2 separate regions of the Sus scrofa genome follow, and region 2 is linked to region 1. A link is a contact called in public Hi-C data. All regions are on one chromosome and are shown on one strand. The core of a region is the stretch at or near the end of the contact, and the rest is flanking DNA. Distances in the headings are between cores, read along the strand shown. Region 1 overlaps IL17B (interleukin-17B). Region 2 holds the start of ARHGEF37 (rho guanine nucleotide exchange factor 37).

Region 1 (6,696 bases), core at 3,843-6,342:
ACCCCTCCTCCACGCCCCAGCCCTCCGCCTGCCCTGCCCCGTGTCCACCCTCGCTGGCCGTCGTCCACCTCTTGCCCCTGGAACCAGAGCATAAAGAAAGCCTCTCACGCACACACAGCAGAGAACTCGGAGGCCCAGCAGAATGCAGACGCCTCAGGGGGCTAGGGGAAAGGGCCGCGATTTGGATGGGGGCCAGGGCTGGTCCCTCCCGGAGTCAAGCCAGGCTCCCCCACGGCTCACATAGCTCGTGCCCATCTACCCACCCCGGCGGCCTGGGCCCTTGGAAACAAGTTTCAGCAGAGCCCCTCTTGGCGCAACCACTTCTTGGCGCAAAATCTGTGACAGCCTCAAGTCGCTGAATTCTTCCTTTTTGGTCCTTGATTCTGGGGTAGAAAAATGTCCCCTAACAACAGGCTCTCTTGTCTGAGCTGCTCACACGGCGTTCTTAACCCTGGCTCTCCACTCCTCCAAGGACAGAATCAAAGCCTCCTTCCCGTTACAGAAGAGAAGGACAAAAAGACAAAAAAAAAAAAAAGAGAGAGAGAAGGACAAACGGGACTTGCCCAAGGTCCCACAGCGCGGACCTCGGGACCGGGAGACTCTGTGGAAAAAGCCTGATAACTGTTTGCCAGGAAGGCCCCGCAGCCGTGGCCTGAAAGGGCTCCAGTGTGGCGGGGGCTGAGCCTGCTCAGGGCCGGAGCTCCTGCCCTGGCTGCAGGCTCTGCGACCAGCCTGTTTCCTCCTCGCCCTCAGGGACCGGACAGAGGAAAGCTCGCCTCTGCAGATTCCAAGCCAAACAGAGGCTGCCATGAATCCGTAGGAAAGAAACAACGAAACCCTCGAGCCCTAAAAGCAGCGGGGGTGGGGCGGGGATCGCCACGTACCAGGTGGTGCAGCCAGTCCATCCCGTGAGCCCGGCGACCGGCCCGCAGCTGCCGCCCGCCCGGAGCCCAGATGCCGCCGCCCAGAGAGTGGCAGCAACAGGACGGAGCGAAGCAATTATAGCTCATCAGGGGGCTGCTGGGGGCGTGGGTGGGTGGGCTCATCATCGCCTGGGAGCCCTAGGGCCCCAGCTGGCTGGGCCTGGCGCAGTAGGCAGCGAGGGGCGTGGGGGCAGGCCAGGAGCTGGGCCGAGGTGCCCAGGGGCTGTTGACCGAGGGACAATGCCCTGTGTGTCTGGCGGGGCTCTGGCGGGTGGCACCTCCGCCTGTGGCCTGCGGCCGGCCGCCCAGCCAGCACCCACAGGGCCGGTGAAGACAATCCGCTTCGTTGGTCTGGGGACAGCAAGGGGGCAAGGGCGGAGGAGGCACAGGCTGTCCGTTGGTCGGGAGAGCAAATGTTCTCGAAGGGTGCTGGCCCCAGCCCCCAGGGAGGCGGCCGCAGGCACCCTGGCCTCAGCCAGCCTCAGGGGAGCGCGGGGCCCTGGGTGCCCAGAGTCCCACCCCTTAGATCTCAGGCAGGAAACTGAGGCCAGAACAAAGAAGGAACCTATCCAGGGTGGCACAGCAGCGAGAGGCGACAGAGCTAGGGCTCATTCCTGGGCCCCGCGCAGGGCTTCAACCACCACCCCACTCTGTTTGTCTTGGCCCGTTGTCTGCACGGCTCTGGCCTGCCATGAACACGCTCCTGCATCCGAGAGCTCCGGCACAGGCCAAGCCACGGTCTGCGAAGGCCTCCGGCTGGTTGTCCTGGCCCCCGGGCGCAGCACGGCCCCTCGTGCAAAGGGGCTCGCCGGGGCCTGCCCCGCGTGGCTGCTTGTGGCGTCCTGTCTCTCTCGGCCTCAGTGTCTCTCTCTGTAAAATGGGGGCTGTGCCCAGGGATGGACAGTGTGACAGTGAGCCTGCCCCCGTCCCCTCTGAAATCTGAGTCTCAGCCCCTCCATCTTTGGAACAAGGACGTGACAGTATCTGGGGGCTGTTACAAGGACAGAGCGAAATCCCCCAGGCGAAACAGCTGGCCCAGTGCCTGGCACATAGTATATGCTCAATAAACACAGCAGGTAATTATGGAAATTATTAGAAAATAATGACATAATGCTTATTCTAAACATTAGCTGTTCCATTTCACGTGAGAGCAAGCACGGTTCCCGCTGCTCAGCCAACTCTCCTTTGCCCCCCTCGGCCCGCTCTCCTGGCGACACGGCCCTGGGCTTCCCAGGGCCTGGCTCCAAGTCTGTGAGCTCCGGTGACCCCCGGGTCTACGCGTCCTGGAACCCTGCCCTGAACAGACTGGCCCTGCTGGGCTGGGTCTCTCCCCGCAAGGGAACAGCCCGGCCGAAAGTGAGCGAGTCCCGGGGGCGGGGGACGACACCACGAGCGGGCATCCAGACGGCACCCTCCTGCTCGCGGCCGCGCTTGGCCATTTACAGGAATCGCCGGGGGAAGCGCTCAGGGTGCGAGGCGCTCCGGAACGTCCCAAGATTAATCTCCCCAGGGCAGGTTTCCACAGCGTGACCGAGAGGCTGGCTGAGGCTCGAGCTCACAAGAGACCCCACCATATTTGGTCAAATACTAGACAGGCTCTATTCCATCGCTGCAAACGCTCAAGGGAGGGGGACTCCGAAAATACCTCCTCAAGCGGCAAGGGCCCCACTCCCACCCCGGGCTGTCCCGGCCCTGCACTCGCGCGGGAGGGGCTGGGGCTGGGGCACCCTGGCGGCAGTGCGGGCGGCCTCCTTGCTGCCCCTCCACTCCTGCTGGTGGTGGGGGCCGACAGACCTGCAGCGGAGCCCCCCCACCGCATCCACAGAAAGGCGGGGAAATTAAAAGCAGACGGGGCTCCAACTGGATTCTCAGGACCTGAAACCACGACACTCTCCTCATCTGCGCCGCCTGCAGCTTCTGTGCGTTTGTTACCCGAGTCCAAGGCCCTGGCCCTGGAGCTGTGAAAGAGAAGGCCCAGGGACCTGTACCCTGACAAGGCCCCGACCGGGGCCCCGGGGCTCCCCGCCCTTCCCCGTTCTACCCCGAGGAAACCAAGGCCGGGCAGGCCCTCCGAGCCGGTGCGGAGCTGGCTGAGGCTGCTCTGAGCAGTTCAGTCTTCCAGTTCTTACTCTTCTTCCCCAAACCTTATACGCACAGCCCTGGGCCAGGCTGGGCCCCTTGCCTGGTCAGGAGAGAACCAGGAGCTGGGCCAGACCCTCCTAATGGGGGGGGGGGGTCTGTGGGTACCCAGGTACCCAGGCAGGGGCTGTGGAGACTCAAGGACGGACCCAGGGACATCCCTGAGTTTCCATCCTGGGACCAAGAAGGAGGCCCCCTTCTCCCAGCCCTGGTTTCCAGAAACCCCTGAGAGGTCATGTGCCCTCAAGGCTATCCTAAGTGGGAACCCTGGCCAACCAGCAAACGGCCGGTCAGAGGCAGGCCTGAGGGAGGCGTGGGAACCTGGGCTTCGGGGGCTCCTGCCCCACAGCAGAGCTTTTCCCACGGAAGGCGGTCAGACAGGCGAAGGAGGGACGGGTGGACGGGCTGGAGAGACAGGAGCAGGGAGTGGTCGTGCTCCGAGCCAACAGACCCCTCGGCCGCCGCCCAGCTAGGAGCAGTTCTGTGCTCACCGCCAGGTGGCACCACCAGAAAGCCAGATGTCCCCGAGGGGCGGGCAAACCCTGGCAGCACTTCCCGGCGCACCACCCCTTTTCCCTGGAACGGGACCCAGGAGAGCACGTAAAGTTCCCATGCTCGCTCCTGGCTGCCCGAGCGACCCGACTGCTGCTGAGGGCCAGGGCCTGGGACACCATCCACGTCAGAGCAAGAAGGACACAGCTGGCCGGAAGCGAGGGCAGGGCTGGGCTGGGGCGAGCGCCTCCCTTCAGCTGGAGCACCAAGCTCATGCCCGGCCCGGTAGGTACCACCAGACACCAGGCTTTTCAGGAAGCAACAATGAGCAATAAGGGGCTGCCTAACTGTGCTCACTGACCAGCAGGCACTGTGCCGAGTCCCTCCCACGCCATTTTATTAAATCCCCCCACCGCCTGCACGAGGTCCTAGAGGTACCTCTACGGACGGGGCAGCTGAGGCTCAGAGAGCCCACAGCCGCAGGAGATCCGGTTCCTGCACACACGGTTCCCTGCGGTGTGGGAACAGAGGGGAGGGCCCACCTGGGCAGCTGGGCCTCGAGGAGGGGCTAAGCCTCACCCTCACCCTGACAAGGTCAAAGCAGACCCTGCCCGGGAGGCGGGGGGGTGCGTCGCGAAGCCCAAGCCCCACCTAGAGTCCTCAAGGGGACCTGAGCACTCCAGGGCGTGCGCATGGTGCCCAGCAAGGTGCCTGGCACAGAGCAGGCACCCACCAAACACCTGACACACTGACTCAGAGCGGCTCTATGCACGTGATGCACGGCGCTAATGCTGGACCGAGAATGGGAGCCCCAGGCAGTGGGGACGCACAGCCCGGGAGGTTAGAGTTCACACGCCAGAGGCTGACAGACCTGGTTTTCATCCTGCCCCTGTCAGTTCTGAGCTGTGTGACCTTGGGGAAGTTACCTGACTTCTCTGAGCCTTAGTTTCTTCTGCAGAGCGGAAAAGATAGGATCTTGGCTCTCCGGGGATGGCTGTGGGGACCAGAGGAGAAAATGCTGAAGCACTTGGCAGAACACCTGACCAAAGTAAGCGCTCAGTCAGTGGTGGCTGCAATTGTCACTGTAACTGCTAAAACAGGTTTGGAGTTGGGGCTTCAAAAGGCTGCTCCCGGAGGGTTCCTTGGCAGGAACGGCATGGCGAGGCGGGGACAAGGACAGAACCTGCACAAGAAGGCAGAGGTCCCCATCCCCGGGGGCCACCGTGGAGCCTTGGCCGGGCCCGGGAGCCCTGCGGGATGCGGTGCAGAGATGTGCCCACGTGGGCCCGTGAGGCCGGGGAGGGCAGGAGACCAGCAGACGCCTGCCGCGCGATGCAGGGCGTCAGGCCGGGAGGGAGCATCTTCCCCGGACGCCTTGGCTCTCCCGCCCGGCTGCCCACCCCGCCCCCACCCTCTCGGGGCAGGAGTCCTGCTCCCAGGCCCATATTTGCACAAATGCCTCCCTCACTGCTCACTCCAGAGCCCCAGCCAAGAGGCACTATTTTAAGCTCCCTGGACTGGAACACTGGTGGTGGGAACAGACCCATCCAGAAAGCTCCCAGTTCTCAAAAAAGGGCAAAGGCCTGGGTGGACAGGGCGGGCACATCCACAGGACCTTCGGCCCAGGCCAGGCGCCAAGGCCTCCTCCCCTGGGGGGGGCGGGGGGCAGTCAAAGAACGCGAGGCGGGTGGCGGTGGGGGTGGGCTTGCACTCCGGGAAGGGGGGCCAAGGCCCCCCTCCCACCCCACCTTCAGGCTTGAGGACCCCAAGCTGGTGTTTGGGGCTGCAGACAGATGCTGGGGACTATCTTGCGGGGCCCCTGCCAGTGCGGGAGCCCCGTCTAAAGCGTCCTGGCGGGGCCCTCCAGTGCAGGCAGATGGTGCCTCGCTAAGGATGCACATCCCACTTTTTAAAGCTTCTTTGCTGTTGTTGAAAATAATAAATCTTTTCTCTTTCATGATACGACAGCCCCCTCCCCATCACGCAGCAGGGTGCAGCGGGAGAGTGCAGACCTCAGAGACGGTGGCTGGACACTTGTCCAGCCTGCCCCTTCTTATGTGGCCTCATCCATTTTTCCAAACCTCAGTGAGCCACAGTTTCCTCACCTGATTGTTAAACGGCCTTATCATTAAAATTCTGATCTGCCTGGCACACAATTGGTACTTAAGATGTGGTTGACATGGGTTGTTTTTACTGTGATCTGGTTGGCTTACGTGTGCCTGGTTTTTTTGTTTGTTTTTTGTTTTTTTAGGGCTACACCCTCGGCACAGGGAGGTTCCCAGGCCAGGAGTCCAATCGGAGCTGTGGCCGCCGGCCTACACCACAGCTGCAGCAACGCCAGATCCGAGCCGCGTCTGCGACCTACACCACAGGTCATGGCAATGCCGGATCCTTAACCTACTGAGATCCAGGGATCAAACCTGCGTCCTGGTGGATGCCAGTCAGATTCGTTTCCGCTGCACCAGGACGGGAGCTCCGTGTCTATTGTTTGTTGGACGGAGTTTCTGTGGTGTGAGTGCAATGTTGGCTTTTGGTAAAGAACCAGTATCGACTAATACTTAAAAGCACAGACTTTGAACTAAAGTGACTGGACCCCGGCCTCTCCACGAAACAGCTGGGTTGCCCTGGGCGAGGGCCCTACCTTCTCTGAGCCCGTGTGTCCTCCTCCAGAGGAGGGGGATTTAACGGGATAACGCCCGTAAAGTACCGCGCACAGTGTGGGCTCAGCGAATGACGCTATTATTTTGGTGCAGACGTTATTGTGGCTGTGCTCAATCAGGTGCACTGAACAATTCTAGAACTCATCTTTTCTAGAACTTTCCAGCTGCCAGATAATAGAACTGACTGCCCTGGGGAAAAGAGAGTTCCCCCTTAGCTGAGGTGGTTTAGGAGGAACCAGGGGACCAGTTGTGAGGGAGATTCGAGAAGGGGGCAGAGCTGGGCTTCTGGAGCTATGACAGTTCCCTTCTGGCCGTGACAGGTGGACTCTGAGTCCCAGGCCTCAGGCCCCCAGGTGGGGCTGCCCCTCCCGCCTCTACTTGCCCAGACCGCGACAGGAAGGAGCCCGGGGCCTCCAGGGCTGCGGCATAAACAGCCTGTCCCGGAGCAGATGGAGGCGCCGGGCCCCCTGCCCAGCAGCACA
Region 2 (6,479 bases), core at 3,521-6,020, 110 kb after region 1:
TAATTCAATTCAAAGTGACACAAAGGGAAGGTTCTAACAAAAATATAGTCATTTAAAATGAGCTCCCAGGAGTTCCCGTCATGGCGCAGTGGTTAAGGAATCTGACTAGGAACCATGAGAAGTTGCAGGTTCGATCCCTGGCCTTGCTCAGTGGGTTAAGGATCTGGCATTTCCGTGAGCTGTGGTGTAGGCTGCAGTCTCGGCTCAGATCTCGAGTTGCTGTGGCTGTGGTGTAGGCCGGCAGCTACAGCTCCGATTCAACCCCTAGCCTGGGAACCTCCATATGCCGTGGGAGCAGCCCAAGAAATGGCAAAAAAGACAAAATAAACACATAAATAAAAAATAAATAAAATGAGCTCCCAGAGTCAATTCACAAGGGTCAAGGACTTTAAGTTTCTTAAAAATATCGAGACATAGTCATCCTTATTCTTGTTCTTTATACTCAGGAGATGCTACTCTTTGCATAACAATGGGTCCCTGAGTAAGGTGCCTACATATAAAGACTTGATAAAGCAGGTATGCTATATAGGCCTGGTAATTTTCATCCCTTTAGGAAATCACATAGTCTCTTTAAGAAAATCAGGGTAGGGGAACTGATGGGTGGGTGGATATTAGTGAGGCACATCTGAGTGGCATCTCACTACTAAAATAACAAACTCAGCAAAATCTACAATTTTTTATTTTTGCTTTTTAGGGCCACACCCTCGGCATACGGAGGTTCCCGGGCTAGGGGTTGAATCAGAGCTACAGCTGTGGGCCTACACCACAGCCACACGGGACTGAGCTGCATCTGCACAGCTCACAGCAACGTCAGATCCTTAATCTACTGAGCAAGGCCAGGGTTCGAACCCTCATCCTCATAGATACTAGTCGGATTGTTTCCACTGCACACTGTAACTCGAACTCCAAAATCTTCAAGTTTTAAATTAGTGTTAACATTTCTAAAACAACTGGCACAACACAGTCTGCCTTAGTTATTCCAGCTAAACCAAACAATTTAATTCCGTATTTACCAAGTAAATATGAAGTGTATACTGTATACAGTTGATGTGGAAATGGAGGGGAACAAACTGAGCAGAAGACAGCGGTACCCAAAATAAAACTTGAGTCTTTATCTTTCCCACTTCAGGGAAAAACAGCTCTCTCCTATGTTCCTTTAAAACCAATGATGCACTTTTGTTTTCCCTGTACGCAGACAACACCACTCTTAAAACCAATCACCCTTCCCCCACCCTCACCCAAGCACTACATTTTCCCTTCCCAGAATCTTCCCAGAAGCCACACCTACTCCTGAATGCCCTCCTCAACCAGTTCCCCAAGCTCTCTTCCTTAGAGCCAGATCCTGAAAGCCCATCTCCTCTCCCAGAAAGCCCTAACTTGAAAGTCAGGTTAATCTCTTTAGCTCCACCCAGTTCACAACTAGCAAACTCTCTCGGCACTCAGCATCTTAGAATTTTGCTTACAAGCCAGTTTCACTTATTTATGTGCTTATTCAGTATATCAACTACTGCCCTTGTTGATCTGCATCAGTACTGTCCTAAATAAAAGCTACCAAATAAAAGTGCATGCACTTAACTTGGGTTTAGCACTGAAAATGCCACCAAATGCTTAATGCTTCTTGAAAATGATTTCAAATAAACTAAATTCAACCTGACTTGTGAAAATTTTAAAACCCAACATAGATGAATCTCAAAAACCTTATGCGAAGTTAGGTATATATATTTATATATATTTACATGTGAGGAAAAATGAGTATTGGGGGCTGAGGTGGAAGGGATGGAAATAAATGCAAGGGGAAAGGGGTTTAAAAATTTAAGGTCAATGAAAATAACATTTTTTATTTTGTGAAGAAAAAAGCTAGACATTCTAATCAAGATTTTCATTCTTGACAATAACAAATGTGTTTTCCCACACAGCAGAGTTTTGTTGTTTTTCTTTTAAGGGATGAGAACCATTAAGAAAATCTCAAATCTGGATCATCTCAGGTTTCACCTTAAAATTTACGTCCTAAGATAAACCCGGAATTTTCTTCCAAATAATTTACTTTAGCATTTCCCACCAATAGAACATTGTATCATTCCATTTCTTCATTAAAAATGTCTATTATCACTGAAAATTTTTTAAAGATAGTGTCATTCGGGTTGTTTCCACATCAGAATTTTTGTATATATTCCAATCCTTAATTCAAGGTTTGAGAAATTAAAGCAAGGATAGGAAAAGAGGCTACAATAAATACCATTCCGGTTAATTCACAACAACCTCTGATATATTTTTGCAAATGTTATTTTTGAGGAATTGTTGGAAAAGGGCTAGGTCCAAACTATTCTATTCTTGGAAAAGGCTCTTTAATCTCAAGAGTCCAACTAGTCTACAACCCATTAAACTTAACCGTTTAAAAGAAGCCAATGTCTTCCTTTATCCCGATTACTCTTTGCCTTCACCAATATCCCATCTCCAAAAACCCACAAATTCCCAGCTATGAGGAGTTGCTGACCACCTAACTCAACAGGTTAGTTACTTAGCAAACTGCATGATTAAGTTTTCTTTTAATACAACGGAGTCCATTTCAACACAGCGCTGCTCCAGCTGCCCTTGCCATGAGCCACCAAACTTAGGACACGACTAAAGGCAGCAAACACTTCCCTTCTCCGGAGGGCTCCGCGCCCCTCAAAGGACCCTGCAGGGGCCCGTGGAGGGACTGGATTTCACCTCGCATCTGCGGCGGCGATCGCAAGCCCGCCGCCGTCACGCCAGCCCCCTCCGTGAACCCCACCACTGCCTGCAGCCCGATCCCGGCTTTTCAAAGGCTTGAGCCGCTCAGGGCTGCCGCCGGGGCGTCGAGGAAGCCTCAGGCGTGAACCCGGCAGAGGCGAGGGCAGGGGCGTGCGGTTGAGTCACGTCGCTCCGCCATTTTCTAAGCGGAGCAGGAAGACATGTTGGAACAAAACACAACAAAAGAGCAGCCATTTCCCAGGCCGGCTCCGCCAGCCCGAGCCGGCGGGCCCCGCCGCCCGCAGCCTCAGGCCCTCGCCGGGCAATCCCAGCAGCCTCGGAGGAGCCGACCGGGAGACGGCAGCAGGCACCCCTTCCGCGTCGGGATCAAAGATGGGCCGCGCACTTTCAAAACCGCGGCCAGACGGACGGACGCTAAGCGGAGCAGGGTGCGCAAACCGAAACGCGGCCTAAGTTGGCAAAGGACGATCTGCTCGGGGACTGGGGTGACTTACGGTCCACGGAGACCCCGGCCACTCAGACCTCAAGAGCCGGATCCAGCTGGTCCCGTCCCCGCCGCTCCCACATCCCCCTTTCGGGTACCTCCCCGGGAGGAGCGCCGTCTGCCCACGGACTCTTACCGTATGTGGGGGATGCCGACCCCACCTTGAAGAATCTTATAGAGTTTGCTCTCGTACAGCAACTGGGGATGCCTGGCCTTCTGAGATTCTAGCTTCACTGCCACTTCCTGCGGGGGAGAGGGAATGATGCCATCAACATCCTTACGGACTCAATGTCACTCGGAAAGGACGGGGCGACGTGAGCAAAGCCCCAACTCTCCCGGCAGTAGAGCCAGGAGGAGAAAGCTCTCTTTGTAATTACAAAACGAGGCATCCAGCCTCAAAGGCCTCTTCAGGGGGCAGTGACGAAAGCGGCACGTCCTCTAAAGTGCAGGAAAATGATTCATCCAGAAAACGTAAAGAGAGGTCCTGAAGAAGCCAGGCGATCGGAAGCTGCGCTAATTGGAACAAGAACCCCAGGAGAATTCAATAGGGAGAGAGCGAAGCATAGGGATTCTGCCGTTCTCACCTTAGAGGATGGGTTTAAAAGTCCGAGTAAGGTGGGAAACTCCACAGTACCCCAACGTCTGCCTCGCTTCTTTCCCTTTTAGGGAAGGACAGCGGTGGAGGTTCCCAGGCCGGGAGAGCCGGCTCCCTCTGGACTTCCCGGGGCGCGCGCGCGGGGGGCAAAGGCCCGAGCCGCTGGGGGGGGGGGGCAGGCGCGGTCGGGAACCCCACCCCGGGGGATTACCTCGCCGTTGGTGATGTTGATCGCCAGGTAAATGTCCCCGAAGGAGCCAGAGCCGATCTTCCGCACCAGTTTGTACTTCCCTCCGACAATGAACTCGGCCTTGGAGCCGCTGCTGCTCGCCATCCTGGGAGAAGATGGAGGCTGGGGCCAAGCCCCGACACCTCTAGGGGACGACGGAGGCCTCTAGCGCTCGTCCGCGGAGCGCGGCAGGAACCGGGGGGCGCTGGCTCCTTCTCGGCGCTACAGGCCCGGAACCGGCCAGGCGGACCCGGATCTCCGCGGCTGTCAGGCTTCCTCCGGCCAGGCCGCAGGCTGCCGAGGCGGTGCTCGCGGTTGCCGGGCCGGGCCACTTGTTCCTGGCGGCCGCCGCTGCCTCGCTCTCGCGGCGACGTCGCCGGCTGGAAAAGGGGCGCGGTGAGTTAGGGCGGCGATCCCGCTGCCCCCGCTGCCGCCAGCTCCCGCCCGGAGGGACCCCTGTCACTCCGCCGACGCCGCCATCTTGTTGCTCCGGCTCCAGCCAACACAAAATGCCCCCAGTCCCCGGGAGCCGCTTCTTCACGGCGCGGAGCACGCTGGGAAAGGGATCGCGGGCGCCAGCCCCGAGGGTCGACGGCGAGAGGGAGGGCGGAACCGGATCCGTGAGAGTCGCGGCCCACGCTCCGAGCGTCCCCCGTCACCGCCCAAGCGCGCAGGCGCACTGCCGCGCCGCGGACTGCGCAGGCGTGCCGCGCCCGCCCCGCGCCCCGCCCCGCGCCCGCTTCCACTTCCGGTCGCCCGCTGCTCCTCCGCGGCTGCCTGTTAGTCACCTCAGACCCGCCTGCTCGGTGAGGGGCCGCGCGGCCCAGGCCTCGAGACGTGTTAGGGAGGAGTCACTGCAGTGCTCGTGGGAGGGGATGCGTCAGGCCTCCCGGGGAGTTGGGTACCGACCTTTGCTCTTGGTCGGAGGCGGTTTTCACCCTTTCGCTCTTTGCGGGGCTCCGGCCGATCTCCGCTGTGGCGGAGCTGTCGCCTCCGGTGGAGAGCGGGAGACGAGCAGCCGCGCTCGGGGCTCCCGCGGCGCAGCCCGGCGGCTCTGGCCGCCCAGGGTTTCGGAGGGCTGGAGGCCCGCTCTCCCCTCCCGGGAAGAGGGGCGCAGGCGCCAGCCCTGCTGCTCTGGGGCTTCGGGTTGCTTCCCGCTGACGCTGTTTGATCCCGGAGGAAAACCCCAATATCCAAGTCATGGGTAGTGGCACGTACGTGGTCGATAGAAAGTAAGATCTGCAGCCGGGGGAAAACGAAAGTTATCCCCCTCCCAAATGCCTTGAAACACCCTATCCTGGTCGTGTGGGAAAATGAGCTGTTGACCCCAGAAACACAGGATAAAAATGACCATTAGACCATAAGATTGGCAGCGTTTAAAACTCTACACAGTAAAAACTTTTACTGAAATTGGACAGGAGTTCCCGTGGTGGCGCAGCCGAAACGAATCCGAGTAGGAACTATGAGGTTATGAGGTTGCGAGTTTGATCCCTGGCCTCGCTCAGTGGGTTAAGGATCCGGCGTGGCTGTGGTGCAGGCCGGCAGCTACAGCTCCGATCGACCCCTAGCCTGCGAACCTCCACATGCAACAGGTCCGGCCCTAAAACAAACAAAAACATTGAACAGAGTCACCTCTTGACCACATTTTGGGTTACAAAATTTGACCTCAGACGGTTGGGCTTAGTGGTGATGATCCCAGGAGAAATGTCCATGTTGCTGTCATCTGCAGTCTGAGTCAAACGCTGACGAATGAGTGAATCAAAGCCTCAGTTGTGAAAGTGCAAAAGCGGCATTATTTTACTATCCCAAGTAAAAGAATGTCATTAAAACAGGAAAAAAATGTACCTCAACTGCAACTTTGAAAGCTGATCAAGTAGTTAGTAATGGAGTTCATCCTGAAAGATATCTTGACTAGGATTTCTCCATGTTACTTTATTTCTGGCTTAAATATTTGTATTCATAAAGCTTTAACCTAAATGTCTTGAATTTGAGAACAGAGGGAAAGAGACTTCTAAGGTTTAAGGTGAAGTTTTGAGGTGCTAACAAAACCCAGGCCCCCTGACCCCCAAAAGGACAGTCTTCACTGGTGACTCCAAAGTGTGTCCGACCTAGTTAAAACTCTCTGCCGTTCGATTTTCTTTTGTTAAAAAAAGTTGGGGTTTCCTTTTGATGCAGCAGGTTAAGGAGGCAGTGTCACTGCTGCGGCTCAGGTTCAGTCCCTGGACTGAAACCTTCTGCATGCTGGGGCTGAGCAGAAAAAAATCAGTTTTAAGTATCTTGAAGTTTCCAGGTTTCCAGAGATAGTGACTGTTCTGCTGATTTTCTACTATAGCTACCCCAAATTTGACGGATCCCTCAGCTTAAGGAGTTCACCGTAAGGGGTGAGGTGTACATTTAAAGGGTTTTTTTTTTTTTTTTTTTGGTTGGAGCTCCCTTTG

The links. A called contact is a pair of places that touch in the nucleus more often than the background predicts.
Region 2: a contact with region 1 is called in a Hi-C map of liver, with 12 times the contacts expected there. The contact joins the promoter of ARHGEF37 here to the enhancer-like site in region 1. A contact is called at or near these places in 1 of 5 promoter capture datasets (liver), 8 of 47 Hi-C or Micro-C datasets (brain, embryonic fibroblasts, heart right ventricle and 5 more) and 2 of 2 datasets of contacts at active chromatin or transcription factors (alveolar macrophages and skeletal muscle).

What each region holds. Positions count from the first base shown.
Region 1 is chr2:150,544,404-150,551,099 of Sscrofa11.1, forward strand. It overlaps IL17B (interleukin-17B), which reads right to left. Exons shown (of 14, transcript XR_002342005.1): 4 at 4,481-4,548; 5 at 1-3,467. Among named protein-coding and RNA genes, the nearest start is that of PCYOX1L, 22 kb to the left of the region's middle. Within about 2 kb of position 5,093, at least 8 of the 83 cell types and tissues checked have an H3K27ac peak or open chromatin away from gene starts, as enhancers often do. A contact at or near this core is called in liver, where this site is marked.
Region 2 is chr2:150,657,700-150,664,178 of Sscrofa11.1, forward strand. ARHGEF37 (rho guanine nucleotide exchange factor 37) reads left to right here and starts at 4,771. Exons shown (of 13, transcript XM_003124090.6): 1 at 4,771-4,847. CSNK1A1 (casein kinase I) reads right to left here and starts at 4,732. Exons shown (of 10, transcript XM_003124088.3): 1 at 4,024-4,732; 2 at 3,354-3,460. The coding sequence starts at 4,146.